2 separate regions of the Gossypium hirsutum genome follow, and region 1 is linked to region 2. The links are chromatin contacts, called in public Hi-C maps. All regions are on one chromosome and are shown on one strand. The core of a region is the stretch at or near the end of the contact, and the rest is flanking DNA. Distances in the headings are between cores, read along the strand shown. Region 1 holds the start of LOC121209722 (probable receptor-like protein kinase At5g24010). Region 2 holds the start of LOC121209718 (L-3-cyanoalanine synthase 1, mitochondrial).

Region 1 (3,407 bases), core at 756-3,255, 180 kb after region 2:
TTAGCATTTAACTGTCCACTGACCTCAGAGAAAGGATGAGATTTCGGGTTGGTTTTAAGTAAAAATAACTAGGATTTCATGGTGAAATATTTATTACATTAAATAAACCATCCCAATAGCATCAATCCAATCACAAACATGATGAGATAAACTGGAAAACAACATTCTATTCTGTTTACAGACACAAAGCTCCTTCACAAATTTCAAACTCAAACAAACTATTTAATATGATGGGAACTGATAGCCACCATTAGTATGCGGTATTATATCACAAAACCCAGTGGATCCATAACCATGTATTTATACTTTACTTGATAATTGTTGTTTACCTTGCTTTGGAGAAATTTCATGGACCTCCATTGGCAATTTTGACCATAGCACTGACTCCACCTTTTCATTCCTCCTACGTATGATTGCTGATAAGCTCAGCAATAAACACACAAGAGCAATCAAAGGAAGCAGAAAACCAACTCTTCTTTTCCTTGGCAAACACTTCAAAACTGACTCTGCAGGCAACGTACCGTCGAAACTACCCATCCAGTTACTTATCTTCATGATCTCCACTCCATTTAGGATAGCATCCACCGCGTATGCCATGCTCTTGTTCGAAGGTCCAACAGTTACATTCACTATCCCGGAATGATCAGCATCAACTACCAAGTCCACAAAAAACGGAGAAGCCAACAAATAATTGGTAACGGCCGAAGGATCCAAATCTTTATATGCCAAATGTCCATTAACATAAACATTGAAAAACAACAATCCAAGGGATATGCTAGCAATATCGCAGAAATGGAGTCTAACAAGATACTGATAACCCTCAATCACCGGAAACTCCCATGAAAGGTTCACATTAGGAATCGAAGCATTCTTGCTCTCGATTAACCGAGCCGAATTATATACATTATCAGGACCAACTTCACGACTTGCACCACCTTCTTGGTACTTAATCCTACCACTAAAATACACCCTATTTGATCCTTCCTTCGATTTAAAGTAGTCGTCATCAGGCAACCAAGTCCTCCACAGAGAATCATTAAATGGAGTGACTTTAGGACCTCCTATAGTTACCCTATACATAACTTCAAATGCTTGTTTATTTAAATTCTCAACTTTATCACCATTCACAGACTGAGCAGTTTCAAGTATCAAATCTTTAGGTGCAGATATCACTTCAATCGCACTAACAAAAGCAAATTTCGATTTTTCAGCAGGAAGAAAAGTAATTTCAACCTTTTCAGAGTTAAACCAAAGCAAATATTCGATAACCTTAGGACCCACCGAACCCCCACCACTAAAATTGGTCAAAGCTACCAACCCATTAACCAAAACGTGAAATTTAGAGTCAGCAAGATTCAATTGTGGTGAACTGAATCGGTGAAAATGGAGACGTAACATGTGTGTCCCTGGATCCTTGACATCGAAAACATATTTAGACGGTGCCTTGAAAACCCTGGCGGTATGATAGATCGGAGGCAGACCCGGCAGCAAAGTTCCAGCACAGAGTGAGAACAATTGAGGTGAAGAGAGATGCGAGTGAGAAGAATCGGACGAGTCGGAGACGAAGCGACGATTATCTACGGTGGCATCCAGCAAGGCGCCACAATTGACGAGATAATTGTCCACCGGAGAGAAAGATAAAGAGAGATCGCAAGAGACCAAGAAATAAAGAAGGAAGAAAGAGAAGCCCAATCTCGTAAACAAAGTTTCCATGGGAGAAAACGGATCAAAGAATATGCAGGAAGTGAAGGAAAAATGGGGAAGTAGATATGATTGAGCGTGGTTTTGTGAGACTGAGTCAAAAAGGAGACGACCTGAGTTAACGCGAAAATTGATGAGTCAAGATAGTTGTCAGGACACGGGAGATTCTAATTATATCTTTTGGGATTTAGGTGAGAAATGCGCGTTGCCGCTGGGGTAAGCAACGTGCGTATGAAACTTGACACCGCACCACCCAATCAATCTTCATTTGAAAACATATTAATAATAATAACCTTCACATACCAGTTTTAATTTTATGTTTATAATTTACGCCACTTGGACGTTTTACTTTCATTTCAACGTGTTGTTTATGTTTTTATTTGATTAGAGTAAATATGAGTGGATCCAATCTAGCTTAAATTTATTTTTCTTAAATTGGTTAGCCTGGGGAAACAAACAAGTCTATTTTTTAGATTGAGTCAAACTCGAATTTAAAAAATTAATCTAAATATTTTACGTGAATTTGTCCGAATTCAACTCAACTCTGATTCATGAAAACCTCTAAATACACATCACGTATAACGTAAAGAAAAGGGCTTTTTTAGAAATTTGACACATCCAAGAATTTTTAGAAATTTAAAATTTGAAGGGCTTTTTTTTTGGGGGGGGGTAAAAGAGAAGGGCTAAGCCCTTAAAAGGCCGCAACAAAATTCGCTGTAGAATTTACTTCTGGGAACACATGATGAACGAATTTAACAATCCATTGTCTGCAACACAAGTATTTGATATAACTTCATCCAAAATCAGCCTTGTTAATCATATCCACCACCATTGCATTGTCATTTTCAATGACTACCTTCTTCAACCCCTTTGTCCAAGCAACATAAATGGACCATAATTCTGCTTGGATTATGTCTATTAAAGCCCAACAGCCGTTCTCCCTTCTCATCTCGAATCAAATCCCCAACTATTGCCATCTCGGTTGTTATATTAACAGCGCCATTCGTGTTCACTTTGATCCAACCAGTGCTCAGTAGCTGTTGCTGATCATAAGATCATTTTATTCAACTTGTTTGATACTTCTTGCCCAGCTAATTCTTTGGTTTTGTGTTGCAACATCACAAAAATTATGATTTGCAAATACCCAAAGTTCATCTGTTTCCACAATTTTCAACAGACCACTCCAAACAAGGTACTCCAATCCACCTCTTCTAAATGAAATATTGTATCATGCTGAATATTAAGCAAGTGGCAAATTGAAGAAGTTACCTCTAATTTGCTGCGACACAAAGTGAATCCATGTCGAATGCGAAGCTGCACAATCTCTGATCACATGCAAGGTCGTCTCTCGGAAACATTCGCAAATTAAGCATGAGGCATCTGTAGCCATCCCGCGTTTACACCTTTCGGAGTTCGTTAACAATCTATCATTTACCATTAGCCATAATTAAAACTGGACCCTTTGCGAGCATTTGAGTGTCCATATTATAATCCATCTCTTGCCCATTGGCGCCCATCTTCCCTTCGCTAAACTCGTATAACTTTTAGACACAGAATTGACCAATTTTAGACCAATTCCACAAGCAATTATTGGATCCAGCAACTTCACTTGGAGGAAATACAGTTGCAATTAGCTCCACTTCCAACATCCTAACGCATCAACGTCTATGGACTTATCAGAACAATGATCCCGTAATGGACCAACA
Region 2 (3,621 bases), core at 966-3,465:
GTGCAAAAAAAAAAAAAGTCTTATTATTTGGATTGGATTGATGATCACTATTTTAGAAAGAGTTTAGAATTGTTTTTTTCTTTAAATACAAATGGTGACTAAAGTATTAAGTTTTTAAATATGATAATTTGCATTGCAATCCACATGTATTTCTTGTTAATTTTTTTAAATTTTATAAACTTATATATATTTTTTGAATTTTGATTGTTTTAATTTTTAATTTTTTTAAATTTTAAATTATTTGTTGACATTACATATAAAACAAAAATGTCATGTTAAGTGTGAAGTACACTTGGATTGCCACTTGCCATGCTAGTTAGCACGACCAAGGGTGAAGTCAGAAAACTTTTTTGGGCGACCGAAATCAAATTGTATATTTTTACGATAGTAAAAATGCAATTTCATCATTTTAATAGCCTATATCTTTATAGTTTTTAAATGATTAAATCAAATTTTTATCATTTTTGAGGAGCCAAAGTGTAATTTTATCATTTCTAATTTAAAATTTTATAAATTATAAAAAGATCTAAATAATTTTTTTTTTATTTTAGGGGGCCAAGGCCCTTGCTTGCACTCCTGGCTTTGCTACTAGGCACAACAAGATCATTAAATAATAATATTTTAATCAAAATTTTTGTTAAAAAATGATTTGACCATTTTCTAAATGCTAATAGTCAAATTTAGCTCAAAAATTAACCTTTAATGACAAATTTTGCCACTAACATTTACATGTTTTGTCAAAATAACCCTAATTATATTTTTGAGTCTTTTTTTGGCCGTTAACCTTAGGTTTTTTTTTTCAAACTGCTTTTTCAAACAGATTTAATTAAAGTACCATTATAAAACTTAATGTGGATGATGTGGAATATTTTTAATGACATGTAATTTATTACTTAGGTAACCCGATAAGATAATTACATGTGAAAAATAATAAAATAAATAAATCATACATGAAATTAAAAAATAACTCTTAATTTAAAGAAAATAAACTTAATTATCTAAAAAAAGGTTTTAAAATGAATGCATACATTTGTTTACAAAGAGGTTTTAAAAAAGATAATTAATAAATCAAACCGAAAATACTAAATATGTGCATTAATTTAAACTTTTTGTAGATAATTACGCTTATTTTTTTAAATTAAGAGTTTTTTTAACTTTATAATTTATTTATTTATTTTTATTATTTTTCACATGTAATTATTTTATTGGGTTATCTAAGTAATAAATCACAACTCATTAAATGTATGAAATTCCACGTCATCCCGTTAACTTTTTTAACTGTACTTTCTCAAATCTGTTAAAAGAACAATTTGGAAAAAATAATAAAGGTTGATGGTAAAAAAATACTAAAAATTAAATTAAGGTCATTTTAACAAAATATGTAAATATTATTGGCCAAATTTGTTATTAAGCCAAAAATTAAAAATCAATTTAACAAAAATATAAACGGATTGAATTTGACCTTAACATTTTAGAAAATCATCACCAATCCAAATTGGTTCGCTTCGTATTTTTTTTTCACTAATTTATGTGTAAAATATTTATTTTTATATTTAAAAAATATAGAAATCAAAACATAATTGTAAAATTCAATTCACATAATAACGATTGTTTTTTTTACGAACAGAATTGCTTTTCAGTTTTCTTGATATTATTCATTGATCTCTTCCTTTTATAATGAATTAATAAATTTAAAGTGACTCGAAAACATAAGCCGACCTTAGCTCAGTTGGTAGAGCGGAGGACTGTAGTTGTGAAAGCTGTTATCCTTAGGTCGCTGGTTCGAATCCGGCAGGTCGGATTATTTTCCTTCTTTTTACTTTTCCCATCCGAGATCAATTTAATTCTCTCCATTATCAATTTTATCAAATAAATGAAGTCCGAATTTTACTAGGTAAAGTTAGTTTTAATTTTTCTACTAAAAATTGTTTTAAATATTCATGTATTATGTGGCTGAAAAATTCAATCCTGTAATTTTCTTTCAACCACACAATAGTATATATATTTGGAGATAACTGGATTTTTTTAATGGGCTGAATTGGATAATAAATTAATTAATTAGGTACAAATTATAATGATTAAATAAATTTAAAACAATTTTTAATAGAAAATTAGAATAAACTTTACATAATACTCATAGTGGACAAGTTAAAATCCTGAAAATAATATAACACATGATATATATTATTAACAAAGCAATCCATCAAACACAAAAATAGCGTCGCATAACCTCAGTATTCAGACAAACCATAGCAACTACTTATTTACTTCAATGGATCAATATATGAATTCGGCTACGCAGTTCGTGGTGCAAACTTCACTTCCAACCCAAAATGTGAAAGTTATTCATTAAGGAGTCTTTGAAAAGACTTAAAAACCTGAAATGGTAAACAGGGCGCACCTCATCAGTATAACGAGCCGCATCAGACTGTGTTTTACAGAAATACATCTGACGAAGCATTTTTTCAAGTGATGCGCGAGTTTCGGGTGCTAAATTTGACAAAAAGTAGTAAAAATGATTTTAAGGTGATAATTGAAGGGAAGAAATACCTCGCAGCTCAGTTCTGCATTTAGTGTAGCAGAGTTTCTTCAAAACTTCCATTAATGGCTGCTCTAATGAGCTTCCTTACGAAAAGATGTTTAACATACAACGAGCTGATGATGACAAGGAGGCTGGTGTCCACCGAACCCATCATTGATTCTCCTTCTTTTGCTCAAAGACTTGGAGATCTTCCTACAGATCTTCTTGATACTAAAATTAAGAGCGAAGTTTACCAGGTAGTCTCATTCACAATTGTTTGCAATTAATTATTTTTGTTTTTTCCCCCTTCCTTTTGGTTTTTGACCTTTTCAAGGTTGTTTTTTCATTAAAGATTAGCGTATTCCCAATATCCCATGATCTGAGAAGGTTGTTGGATGCTTAATCATTTTTAATTTCTTTTTATGCAATCTTCTTCTCTTTTGGGTTTTCCCATTTGTTTTGTTCTAAACAATTCTTAAAAATGGATTTTTTTTTTCTTTTTAAACAGATCGTTTAGCAAGTTTGTCGTGTAGAACATAGTTACTTCACTGAATTGCCTTTTAAAGTTTAAACAATTCCTATATCTGTTGGTTTTGCTTTGCATTCTAAATATTTATTTACTTGAAGTAGTGAATTAGTAGCTCTGCTAATAAAATTCTGTCTTATTTCCTTTAAAAATGTAAAAAATCCAAGTACCATCATCTTTTTTTTTTTCATTTCAAAGTGAAACATAATGTAAAAAGTGCAAGGATTATCTTGGTGAAGACATTCAATGAAGTGAGCATGCATGGGGTAAATTGGAAGTTCAAGGATGGCTAAGCTGTGATTAACAGTCAAAAGTCTGTATAATCTGCTAATTAATTAGGCTTTGCAAAAAAGAAATAAAACTAAAAGAAAATGATAAGATGTTCAGTGACGATTATCTTAAGATTCTGCCAAAAATCGGTATGTGGATGGTCAACACCAGAGCATGCTTAATTCATAAGAGGAATAGTCGTCTCCCTGTTTATCTCTTAAAAATTTGAAATTCTTGTTTAAATGAAGTTCATCCTTTATATGAGAATTGGTTCTTACATGTTTCAGTTAATTGGAAGAACACC

The links. A called contact is a pair of places that touch in the nucleus more often than the background predicts.
Region 1: a contact with region 2 is called in a Hi-C map of leaf, with 2.3 times the contacts expected there. The contact joins the promoter of LOC121209722 here to the promoter of LOC121209718 in region 2. A contact is called at or near these places in 2 of 34 Hi-C or Micro-C datasets (both in leaf).

What each region holds. Positions count from the first base shown.
Region 1 is chrA11:8,981,941-8,985,347 of Gossypium_hirsutum_v2.1, forward strand. It overlaps LOC121209722 (probable receptor-like protein kinase At5g24010), which reads right to left and starts at 2,006. Exons shown (of 1, transcript XM_041080958.1): 1 at 75-2,006. The coding sequence starts at 1,713. The coding sequence ends at 301.
Region 2 is chrA11:8,803,809-8,807,429 of Gossypium_hirsutum_v2.1, forward strand. It overlaps LOC121209718 (L-3-cyanoalanine synthase 1, mitochondrial), which reads left to right and starts at 2,216. Exons shown (of 2, transcript XM_041080948.1): 1 at 2,216-2,778; 2 at 3,605-3,621. The coding sequence starts at 2,605. The region is part of intron 6 of LOC107924412 (bifunctional L-3-cyanoalanine synthase/cysteine synthase 1, mitochondrial); the gene reads left to right. TRNAY-GUA (transfer RNA tyrosine (anticodon GUA)) reads left to right here and starts at 1,715; the gene lies at 1,715-1,801.